Regions from separate parts of the Arachis hypogaea genome. Here region 2 is linked to region 1. A link is a contact called in public Hi-C data. All regions are on one chromosome and are shown on one strand. Each heading gives the region's core, a stretch centred on a gene start, on an enhancer-like site or on the middle of the called end of the contact. The rest is flanking DNA. Distances are from core to core; before and after follow the strand shown. Region 1 holds the start of LOC112778082 (protein FAR1-RELATED SEQUENCE 5-like). Region 2 holds the start of LOC112780129.

Evidence for each region. Hi-C and Micro-C count contacts between places; a contact is called where the count stands out from the background.
Region 2: a contact with region 1 is called in a Hi-C map of leaf, with 2.1 times the contacts expected there. The contact joins the promoter of LOC112780129 here to the promoter of LOC112778082 in region 1. A contact is called at or near these places in 3 of 8 Hi-C or Micro-C datasets (all in leaf).

What each region holds. Positions count from the first base shown.
Region 1 is chr19:21,550,916-21,557,317 of arahy.Tifrunner.gnm2.J5K5, forward strand. LOC112778082 (protein FAR1-RELATED SEQUENCE 5-like) reads right to left here and starts at 3,582. Exons shown (of 6, transcript XM_025822446.1): 1 at 3,388-3,582; 2 at 2,144-2,203; 3 at 1,308-2,044; 4 at 1,063-1,211; 5 at 1-589. The coding sequence starts at 3,582. It overlaps LOC112779201 (a long non-coding RNA gene), which reads right to left. Exons shown (of 6, transcript XR_011877627.1): 6 at 5,665-6,013.
Region 2 is chr19:21,744,490-21,750,901 of arahy.Tifrunner.gnm2.J5K5, forward strand. It overlaps LOC112780129, which reads left to right and starts at 2,657. Exons shown (of 5, transcript XM_025824469.3): 1 at 2,657-2,975; 2 at 4,756-4,960; 3 at 5,704-5,856; 4 at 5,944-6,171. The coding sequence starts at 4,766.

The DNA.
Region 1 (6,402 bases), core at 2,332-4,831:
TGCTTGCGCTTTATCTTCTTGCTCCATCGAGGAAGAACATAACAAGAAGGTACTTTGTACACTTTATACGAATGGAACACTTCAAGGCAGTGACAGCACAACACACCTGAACTCTCAAAGAGATTACACTCACAACGAAGCTCCTGTGTGGAACGGTCAAAGTGAACATCGTACGGAACGCATAGAATAGTATCGTTGACTAGTTTCTCCTCTTCCACCTTCACGCAGACCAATGGACCCTGTTCATCAATTGCAGAAACTCTGCAGTTAGCCTTCTTCACAAACTCAATCTGAACATCCCTAAAAATGCTCGTGGTATACTCTAGTTGAAACTGTTTCTCCATAGGCGAGGTCGTTGCACAAGGGATGACCCCCCTCGAGTCTGCAGCATCATCCTCCAGTTCCCTCTGCTCCTTGACTCCAAGCACATTGTCATATTCATGAACAAATTGAACTAAGCTAGTTTTACTGGATAAGTATCCACCGTAGAATGCGTGCATGCTCTCACTCCTTTGCGTACTCCGCATTGATGCCCAAAATTCACCCTTGAAATATATTGGGACCCACATGCGTCGGTCATCATACAAATCTACAAGAAATAAATAATCCCAAATTAAGTATAGAAAGCTTACACCAAACATATTACTACGCATGTTAAATGACCATCCACAATCACTGATATACTAAACATCCAAATGTTTTCTATAATGAACATCCAACTAATTATCATCCAGAATTACTGATAAACTAAACATTCAAATGACGACCAATTGCAATTAAACCGTGAAAGGTAATCGTAAAGTAACAAACCTGACAGCCATGTGTTGTTATGTAAGTTGTACTCATCTATAAAATCAGTCCAGTTATCTTCAAATGACTCCTCCGTCCGAGAGTTCTACACAATGTCGTTTAGGTCACCGTACAAAGCTCCGTACCGGCGGTAACCCCCAAGCTTGGAAGGTAGCTTATTCATAATATGCCAGATGCACCACCGGTGGCGTGTGTCAGGTAAAGTATTTTTGATCGCACGGTAAAGGGATCGACATTGATCGGTTATGATACTCTTTGGAGCAGTTCCCATGCACTTCACCCATTGGCTAAAAACCCACTCATAACTTCCGATTTCTTCATTCCCCAACAAAGCACAACCAAGGAGGGTCGACTTACCATGGTGGTTGACCCCAACGAACGACACAAACGGTAATCCATGCCTACCAGAAAAACCAACCAGATGTAAGAAATGCAAATCACGATCAAATAGCGTTTTATAAAGAGTAGGAAAAAACACCAACTTAACTACTACGTACCTATTTGTACTGTACGTGCTATCAACTGACACGACGTCTCCATAGTATTCATACGACGCCCTACACCTTGCATCAACCCATACTGCACTCTTAAATTTACACTCCTCGTCCAACTTCACCGCGTAAAAGAAGTTCGGATTGATGTCCTTCATTCTCATGAAGTAGCTCATCATCTCCCTGACATCGGCATTCACGTTGCTATTGCGGAGCCTTGCTGTTATATAGTTTCTTAAATCCTTCTCTGAGAATCCCAAGTTAGAGGGGCCACCAGCCCCATTTGACAAAGCAAGGAATGTCTTATTTGGACGAATCCCAGTCTCATCATTATCCTCGATCACGCACTTCGCATGCATGGTCAGCTGCCTATACTCATGGTAGTGCACTGCCTTTCTCGGTGAACAGGGGTGTGAGTGCGTCAAGTCAACCTTGAACAAAACCCAGTCTTGCACGGCTTTATCAAACTTTACATATATCCTTGCCTTGCACCCAGCAGCTGAAATCGTATTCTTCCGCGTTGGTGCTTTAACACGAGACTCACGGATCCCGTCGCGATTACAGTGTATAGCTTGATTAATGGGAGCCTTTGTGATCTTGTCAAATGTTGTCGTCCTTATCTTAGTTGCAAATCCAGCTTTCTTTGCATAGGTCACATAAAAGTCATGTGCCATCTGTAACTGAGAAAACCGCATTCCAACTCTTGGTATCTCGTCTTCTTGTAGGTTACCATGATCTGGTAACTGTATTTTATATTAATCCGAAAGAAATATTAATTACCATTATTTATCAAATCAAACATGTACATTATGACTACACAAAAGTAAGCTAGACTACAATACCTCATCACCAAGCTCCTTCTCTTCACTTTCAACATCTGTAACATCCGACAACTGCGTGGCCTAAAATTCCAAAATAAACAAAGTAACCAAAAGGAGGAAGATCCTTATCAAAACTCATTTCAATAAAATCTCTAAAACAATCACCGAAAATACATCAATAGCTACAAATCCAGCTAAGAGAATTATTTTTTCATTTCATGTATTATTTAATTAATTTCCCCCCTTCCCCATTAAAATTTATTATTTTTTGTTATTATTTGTAGTTATCAATCTAAGAAGAATGTTAGAATCAATGTTTAAAACTTAAAAGTATGGAATAAATTATATTGTTAAATTATTATTAGATTAAACAGTTTAATTAAGTTTTTTTAAATAATTTAAATAATAAATATTTATATTAAATATTTTTTTTCATTCAATGAAAATCATGAGTAATTATTTACTCCATTTTGGCTATTATTTACGGGCTTTAATCACCCTTTAGTGGCTACTTTTTTCACTCCATAAACAAAATTATTTTCATGTATATTTACATACACACACTCTTTTCTTCAAATGCAGGAAGAACATAAGCACACCATTCATTATAAACCACTCAAATAACTTCATAATTGGTTAATCTATGCAAATGTAGGATAAACATAACCTTATAATCCCATAAGCATGAAAAATATTAAAATAACATGCAGGAAGCATATGAGCATATAACTAAAAAATATGCAGTGAGCATATAACCATATCATTACATGATTACAACACTCATATAAGCATTTCATGGTTAGCATGTTGCAAATACAAGTAGCATTCACTTCAATTCAATAAACAAATTTAGCCACTGCATCACCCTATGGTTATTTATTTTATATACTTGCATGATCATCATGTAGGGATAGTATACGCACACCTTAGATAAAAATGAATTCATATAAGCATACCAAAAAATTAAATTATGATATCCCATCATCCATATAAGCACATAAGTCCCAGATAGGATGATTAGCAAATAAAGATGCCATTTAATTTTTATTAGACAGCGAACATTCATATAAAAAAACACGTAGGAAAATATGCTTCTTGGATATAATCATATAAACATGAAATAATTAATTAATTTCATCTAATCCTCAATGCATGTAATGATACCATTAAATATAAAACAAACATAAATTTACATTGTGACTAAATTAAAAAATTACACTCGGAATAAACATCCATGGCAGAATATGAGGATCCTAATTGCTCACCTTGTTCGACTTGTGATCGTGGCCTGCGACATCACCGGCTAAATATTCTGGTTCGTCTGGTAAATTTTCTGAAACGTTAGAGGCTACACAAACTAACGGTTCAACTATATCGACCTCCATTAATGAATTTTGGCAAGGTGATGTGCATAAAGGAGGACCCTTGCTTGAAACATGTTCTTCTTGCGATTCTGCCATTCTGAAGAAGTCAAAACCGGGTGCGTTCTGTGCGAAGGAGAAAGCGGCGCTGGTTGTGGACTGTTCTATGGTAGACGAAGGAGGAAGCCGATCAAAGAAACGCAGTGCTGGGCAGTGGATTACTATGAGAGCTGGAAAGATACGTAAGGGGCAGCCGCTTGATCAAGAAGGAGATGGCGTGGTAAGGGGCAGCCGCTTGAGCAAGAAGGAGATGGCGTGGGGAGAGAGATTCTCGTACTAACCTAATTATTTGATTTGTTTCTATAATTAAGAGTGATTGTATTATTTTCAAATTTCAAATAAGAAATAATATAAAATTAATTAATAACCCATAATTTATTTTTAATTTCAATTAAACCCCCATTGTATGCATTGTAGAGTAAATCTATTGTTTCCTCATACTTTTCCAAAGCTTAATAGCTTTTCAATATTGTTAATTTCTTATTCATCTCTTACCCCTGTCAACTCTTATTCATCTCTATTTCGCATCCTGCTAGCTCTTAACTTTTTATTTGCCGTTATATTTTGTGGGGTTTCTTGGCTTTTGAAGATCACTTTATATCCCATGGGTATGGTATTTATATTAAAAAGAAAGAGTCTATTTTTCTCATGATCATATCACAGTTGACATGCAAAGAACTACAGTCAGTACAAGTTTGATGTTTAATTTATTTTATTTTATTTTTGTTAACATCTTGATCCTATGTTTCTATTAATCTAGTTGGAACAGACACTAGGTTACTCAAGTAATATGGCCAAGGCTACCAGTTACATTGTTCCTCCTTTGTCAGGGCTTTGAAAGGGTAATTTTTGGCAGTAGTTACCTTGTTGACACTAGGTTACTCAAGTTTACAATATTATTTTCGCATACGTAAAACTTGGTGGGATCCATAGATAGATGAATATATCTTAAATAAAGTAAGTAAGACTGTTTATATTGTTAGCGTGCCTAACAATGAGATGTTAAACTAGTAGTTTGTAAGAATTTCTCTATAACGTCTATGATTTATCAGCTAATGTTCAGAGAATAGTAGTTAATGAGTAACAAAATATAGTCAACGAACTGCTTGAATGATGGATTTTTCTATAACAGGAGATAAGATTAACTTTTTATTAAAAAAGTGTAAACAATTTTTTATATCACTTCATTGTCTGATCATGTTGTCGATCCTGTCTAGTGGGACAAAATTTCGCTTTTTGCATATGTTTGTCGTTGGCAGATTCAATCAAACTTAAAAGTGAAGGTTTTGGTCCTTATTTGTATCAGGAAAGGCAAACCGCACTGGAGTATTGTCTAGGAGCAATTTAGTGAAGGCCTACAATGAATGGCTGCTTCCTTTCCGCACCTTGGTGAGTGGGATTATGACAGAGAATAAGAATGATTATGATCAGCTTGCAGTTGACACTCTGTGTACTTTGAATCCACTTGAACTTGTTTTGTACCGTTGCATTGAGCTTGTAGAAGAGAAGCTTATGCAATCCACCACATAAGCTTTTCTTTTTCACCAAAGTTGTCCTCTTTTGTGAAACATTCCCTCAAAAATTGCTTTATGCCACCGAGCTTTGCAAAAACTCGCAAGATTTGTTTTCACATGAAATCTTTAATCTCAAGATAAGGTTTTGCCAACACAATCAGGCCTCCAATTATGTGGAAAACAAATCTTTCACCTCTGCAAACGGAACCTAGAGGCCAGAGTCAGCACAACTAAATAGAGCTATGATAAGTACACACTTAAGAGTGGAGCATTTATTTGTACCAAATTCATTCTATAGGTGATAAGAGTTAGTGTACTGATGTGAAGTTATCCAAGAGGTAGAGTACTATGTACAAGATACAAAAGAAGTTGGTTGCTTGATAAATATTTCACGACAATAAAGAGTTGTGTTGTCCAACTAATTTGTGTTCTTACTCTTCTCATTTATTAGATGGTATTCTTGATGATTGGTGAATTGCACGGCACTTCATGTTTCATTGTTGGTCAATTATCCTCTAATATCTCAAACAGGAAAACATCCTTATATTTCATGAATGACACATGAACTTGGATAATTTAAGTGTAACCATCGAATAAAACTGAGATATTTGACCTACAAAGAATGATACATTTTATATGGTTGAAATGTTTTGAAATTTCAAAAGAAAAGAGGTCGAATACCCCATATGAAATTTAGTAATAAAGGAACTTGCTACTTAAGCATCATCTATATAGCGGTCTAATTCTAGAACTAACAAAGAAAAATAATTAAAAAAAAAAAACTTAATTCATGACTGCCACTTCTTCCTTCAGCAGAGTTGGCCTGTACAGTGTTCCACAATTGTGGACTCTTGAACTTGATTTTTGTGGAGTTTCTCTGATAACAGTAGTGCTCAGTTTTGAGAGATGAGATCCTCTGCGGCCAAGCTTGCGATTCGCTATGTTCCTAGATCGCCCTATAAATATCCTAGATACAGAATTAATAGATCGAGAAACACCTAATCAAGCATTAGACACAGTTTTTTTCACTAAATTTCACAAGAACCTATTAAGTTGAACCAGAGAATTAATAAGAAACACTCACTTACCGGAAAATTAAATTGAAGAAAGAACATAAGGAATGACACAGATGTTTATCTACCTAATTCAAAAGTAAAATCCAACTGTCAGGCAATTAAAATGAGCACAAACCAGGTGACCCAAAGAGGAGAACCACATTACACAATACTCTTTCCCTCAAATATAAACTGCAAATATCTTCAAAAGTCTTTCTCATACTCTTTCAAAATCTCATATCACATCTTCCAACCATATGGCATGAGCATCAATACTAAAAATTCTAATA
Region 2 (6,412 bases), core at 1,407-3,906, 190 kb after region 1:
CTTGCACATAACAAATCAGACATTAGACAGAAAATTCATGCAATTATTGACAAGTTTGCAGAACGTGGACTTGGCTCTTTGGCTGTTGCTCGCCAGGTTTTTCACCTTTCCATGAACCTGTTACCAATGATATATGAATTGACCAGTAATCCAACCATTACAGAAATATATGAATTGTTCTGAACTTAATGTGACAAAAATTCAGCACTTATATATATATGCTTCCTTTTCCTTTGCAGATATATGCTGTTTCGATCACCTATTCGTCTTGTTGTATATGTCTTCAGCTTAAACTCTAATATTTTGCGATGAATGAGATCATCAAGCTTCTTCTCATTTTTTAATTTCAGCTTGGTTTCATGTTACTACTGGCTTGCATATGGGAATTCGACTTCCCTCCGTTCATGGTTCTTGTCATCGCCATTCTCAATGGTAATGTTAACTACTTTCTCCGTCCACAATTATAAGTTGAAAAATTTTACTTTTTATCACTATTAGTCAATACTTTGAGTCAACACTCTATTTTTATACTATTAAGATTTAGAAATCAGAATTTTAACCATATTACATATATATAGAAAATATATATTAAAATACAAAATACACATTAAAAATAACTTAAACAAGGTGTATATTCTTACACAAATACATGATAGTTATTTTGACTACTAATTTTTTTATGTGTATGTAGTACTTTTGTTGGAATTTAGTATAAAAATATTTTTGTTGACCGAGACAAGACATGATAAATTTTGTTAATCATCTAGTATTGTTGGTATAAATTTACTTTTAAAAAAATAGGCAGAAATTAAGAAAATCATTAACTTAAAGAATAATTTTTAGTGATTAAACAAATTTGATCTTAAACCTATAAATTCTTAGTAAGTGTGCTATAATTAATGAATAAGGGATAAGTGGAAAAGAAAGAATAAAACATCCTTAATCTAATCAAATGATTTATATTGTTATACAAAGTTTTAGATAAAACATCCTTAGTTTTATGATCATTACAAGAAAAATATTTTCTTCCTTGTTCCGTAATATGTGAGGATCCTTATAGGTACCATCATGACAATATCCAAAGACAGGGTTAAGCCTTCTCCAAACCCAGATAGTTGAAAGCTTAGTGAAATTTTCGCTATCGGAATTGTTTTTGGTAGCTACTAAACTATAATGACTGTCGTCTTCGTGTTGGCTTAAGAAACAAGCTTTTTTCCGGTAAGGTACATAATTATAATTAAAAAATAGCGAAAACTTCAATTTAGTGAAGCAAAAATGTTTAGTAACAAAAAAAAAAAAATAAAAAAAAAATCGAATATAGACTCTTAAATATAATTATAAAAATCGAATCGAACTGGTCGAAAGACCAAAAAACCAGTGAATTGAATTCTAAGCCAATTTGGTTTACTCCTTATACCATTCAAGAATGATCAACCGTCAATGGCGCTTCAAGTGTCCATTTGTGACTAGGGTGTGTTATAGCCAAGGTTGAAACAAGGAACCTTATGGTTGCAACACCTCTCAATTGCCAGTTAGCTTCTTATTATTATACATGACAAAATTTAATTATATGGTAAACATTCAATTAAATAATTTTATATATATCTAATTTAATTTAATTTTGTATTCTTTATTTTTTAAATTAATTATATTTTAATTATATATCATTATTAATATAAATATAAATTTTATTAAATTTATTAATCTGCTTGATCTATTTCAATTTTAGTATTGTGATTAAAGATATCTATTTTGATGCTAATGTTAAAATTTACTAATATTATAGTTAGATGATAAGCTTTGTGAATTAATTAGGTAATATACTAATATAATTGTTATTCTTATCGAGTCAAATTAAGATATTATTATAGTAGTACTGGCAAATTTTATGTTTAATTTGAGACTTGATTCTTCATAAAATATTAATGAAAATATGTATTTTAAATTTTAATTTTAAATTTTTGACTATTTTATATTTTTTATTTACACGACCGATTCTACTAGTTCAAAAATAATTTATCGATTGAACTAATAGACTAATAAATCAGTAGTTTAACCAGTTCGATTACTGGTTTGGTTTTGACACATATGCTCTTAAAGTGAGATTAAAAAAAAACATGTAAAAAAAATATTTTATGGTAAAAAATACTTGAAAATATTAATTAAAAGAGTAAACTTAATATGCACTTTACACTTCGATGTCACACGAGTCATATATAGACCACAAATTGAACTAACAAAAAACTAAAAAAAATTTCTAGATGGCCAACACGTTTTCCTTATGTTTGCCTTAGAATTGAACCGATACTAGTCAATTCTCCCTCCTTTTTTTTTTTTTTACACAAAGGGTGTGTGTGGTTGGAGGGAATACAAGTGTATTCCCAGGAATGTTGAGATGGGAATATCTTATTCCCATGTTTGGTTCAAGAGTTAAAAAATTATTCCTGGGTATATTTTATTCCCTGGAATCAAAATCCCACCCATTTCATTCCCATATCCTCCCTAGGTATCTCTAATTCCAATGGGAATGGAATGTTAATAATAAAGTAAAAAGACCAAAAACACCCTTGTTAATTTCACTCCAACCCTTCTCTTCAGATTTTTTTCAATTCATTTCAAACAAAACGAAACCCTAGCAGAGACCCTCCTCCATGAAAACCAATCCCTAGCGAGGCTTTTCTTCAAATTCACGGAGGTCCACCGGCGTCGGCGCCGCCTCGCCGCCGATTTCGATTTGCACAACCACTGCGCTCCTTATTCTAGAAGAAAATCGTTCGCGTTCGTGTCATCATCACAGCTCACGGTTCCTATTCGTGCTTCCTGTCCGTGTTCATCGTCTCGAGTGGTGCTTCCTGTTCGTGTCGTCTCCTTCATTTCTCTCCCTCCTCGCGGCTCAGCAATAGCCATCAAAGAGAGTTTAATTTGTCTTCTGCAACCTTGTTCATCTTTTTCAAGCACAAAATCTTCTTCTTCAGGTAAGGATCTTTTATTTGTTATTTATTTATTTTTCCTGAACTATGTTTGTGCTATAATTTATTGGCATGAAGGTTTGTGCTAGGTTTAAAATATTTTGTCAAATAGTTGATTCATTGCTGTTAATTTTATTGCTGATTGGTTTGTGATACTGAATAAAATATATGGTTCTTTGAAATGCAATGTCATTAAGGAAGCATAACAAGAGGTTCTTTGATGATTACTACAACACTCAAAGCCCTTTGAAAAATGAAAGCAATTCTTTTTTGAAATTGGAAAAGGCTTTTTTTAACCTTTTGATCAATGTATATATAAGACAAAGACTATGGTGGATTGAATCAAAGGTTGAATGCTGAGGTTATAAAATAGAGTTGTGTTTATTTTTTTCTCTGTTGATTCTGTTTTCAGTCATATGCTGTAACTTAGAATTGTTATTATTTTTTGGTCTGCATTATGAAATTTTGAGTTTGATTCTTGTGGCATAAGGATTCATAAAGACTGTGGAGTAAACACGCTAGTCCCTTTGCTTTGTATTCTCATAGCTTGTTCATAGAATAGAGTAGGATGTGGAAGAGCATGAATTGCTCCAGAGAAAGACTGAAAAAGTAGTAGTTACAAGCTAACATGTTAGAAACAAATAATAATTATATAACCTCTTATCAAGGACTAGTAATCATTCAAGTGTAACTGTGAGAGTAAATAATAATAATAATAATAATGATAATAATAATAATAATAATAATAATAATAATAATACCATCCAAAGAAAGGATTGTGTCTTGGCCCCTCCCAGTTTCGTAATCTTAATTAATTATAATATTACATAAGTGTGATCATGACTTTGTACCCTGTAGCTTTCTCCTTTCATATCCAACAATTCTTATTTTTGGTTTGGTTTTATTTTCAACTCCTCACTAGTTACTAGATTTGTTCCTTTAGAATTTTCAATAAAGGCATATACATAGATAGATAGATAGATAGATAGATAGAAGGGTGAAAGTGAAAGCAGGTAGAGAGGCTAATTAACAAGATAGATATATGGCTGATGCATTTGATGAGGAGTGTGATTATCTATTCAAAGCTGTTCTGATTGGAGACTCAGGGGTTGGGAAATCAAATCTGCTATCAAGGTTTTTGAGTCTGTATTATAAAATTTTGGGTTTGATTCTTGTGGTATAAGGATTCATAAGGACTGTGGAGTAAACACGCTAGTCCCTTTACTTTGTATTCTCATAGCTTGTTCATAGAACAGAGCAGGATGTGGAGGAGCTTTCTTTGCTTTAAACTCTTGTGTTAAATTTTTATGCTGTTTGACTAATATTGTGATTCATTCTTCATCTATTTAGAAGAGAAAAAGAGAAAGCAGGAACAAATAAAAGAAGGGCAGGAGTAGAAACTTTATCTTTATACAACTAGCTCTAGTCCACTTCCAATTAAACTCATTTATATATCACCAACACACACCCATAGGGCCAGAATGAATAAGCTACTAGAAGTGATTGAGTAACTTTGGGAGTAAAAAAGTTTGATTTGAATTGAGGAAGTAAAATGACTATGCAACAATGCAGCAACAGCAAGTGAAGTACGTATGATAATGAACCAAAAAAAGCAAATAAGCATGCATTCATTCAATTTTTCTTTCCATGTATTTTCAATACTATCTAACTTTCTATATTGACTCCTAACATTCTTCATAATATATATTATATATGATTTCTTGCTTGTGTGATTTCTTGCGTCAAGATGATGAAAAATTGTCTTGTGTTATTTTCTGCTTATTAGTCTATAGAAAATGGAAGAGAATACTCGACCTAATTCAAAGCAAACTAAGCGTCAATGGACGCCACACGAAGATGCAAAATTAGTTGAGTGTTTGGTGGAGCTTGCAACTACTTCTTGGAAGTGTGACAATGGCACGTTTAAATCCGGTTATGGAAAACATTTGGAAAAAATGCTGCATGAAAAAATCCCTGGATGTGATCTTAAGGTACAATTTTTTTACATAATACTTGTTTTATTTGTTTACAATTCTATATTTGTGTTATAATTGTATAGCTTACAAAATATTTATGCTTCTATATTGGGATGTTTTACTACTGTGCTCTCATTGATCTGTTCTCTGGGTTGGGTTGTAGTCCAGCCCAAAACCGTGACAAAAAAAATGGCATTTTCAATTGGAACTATTGAACTAAGTCCTTCAACATAAAATTTGTTCATAGACAAGGCTTGAATTTAAAACTATTTAATGAAAATTAATTACATTTCATTTGAGCTAATCATGTTAGTGCTTCAGTATTTTATATTTTTTACTTGGAACAGATTAAAATAGATAAAATAAATAAAATAAAAATTTCCTTGTTATTTAATTAAAAGTATATTTCCAGTTCTCTTGTTAATTTTTTTCTTCTTGAAAATCTGAATGGTGAACCAAGCAACCAGGCCAGACTGTATTCTCTACCTCGTTATCAGTAAGTGGTTAGAACAGTTTGATTAAACTGTCAAAAAAAAAAAAAAAACCAAAGGAAAGAGAAAAGTTTAAGACTTTAAGTCATGGTAGACTATTTTATGATTATTTCAGATCCTGTATGCGAAAACTAAATGATTATTACTGCTCCATACATTCACTATATTTAGTTATGCTTGGATGAATTGTGGTGTCATTGTATTAAAATTCAGTTTATTGAATTTAATCTGAGTAGTAATAATTTTAAATTGTTTTGCTATGTTTAGGCTAATCCACACATTGAATCAAGGGTGAAATTGCTAAAAAGACAATATTTTGCAATAGTTGAGATGATGGGCACAGCTGGGAGTGGATTTGGTTGGAATGACAAAGATAAAATGATTGTGGTGGAGCGACAAATTTTCAATGAATGGAAGAGTGTAAATTCTAAATAACTTTCTTAATACAAGTTTATTTATCTTAAGTTTTTTAATATTAATTGCTTATTTATTTTCTTTTAATTTCAGTCACATCCTAATGCTAATGGCCTCTATAATAAACCATTTCCACATTTTGAGAAGTTGGGAATAGCATTTGGTAGAGATAGGGCTCAAGGAGGCAATGCAGAAAATGTAACTCAAGCAGTTGCTACAATGGAGGCTGAGCGCGAAGCAACCTTGAGTGATCGGCAAGTGAATGAAAACACCCAAGTAAATTTGGAAGAAACCGAAATGGAATATGAAGCTGATTCTCAAGTACGTAAGCAATTGACTCTAATTCATGTACATAAATTCACTTATTGTTGATCCTACTGCTGTGTATTTTCTTGGATTTTGGAGTGATTCTTCATTAGTTCATTTACTTTAATCTGTGTCTGTGACTAGCCTTAACTATTCCCATCATGTTGAGCAGTTAGATAGAAATACTGATCTTCATTTCTGTGGAGTATAATAACAAAGAAAAAAAGGATATGAATGTAATTATGCAAACAGAATG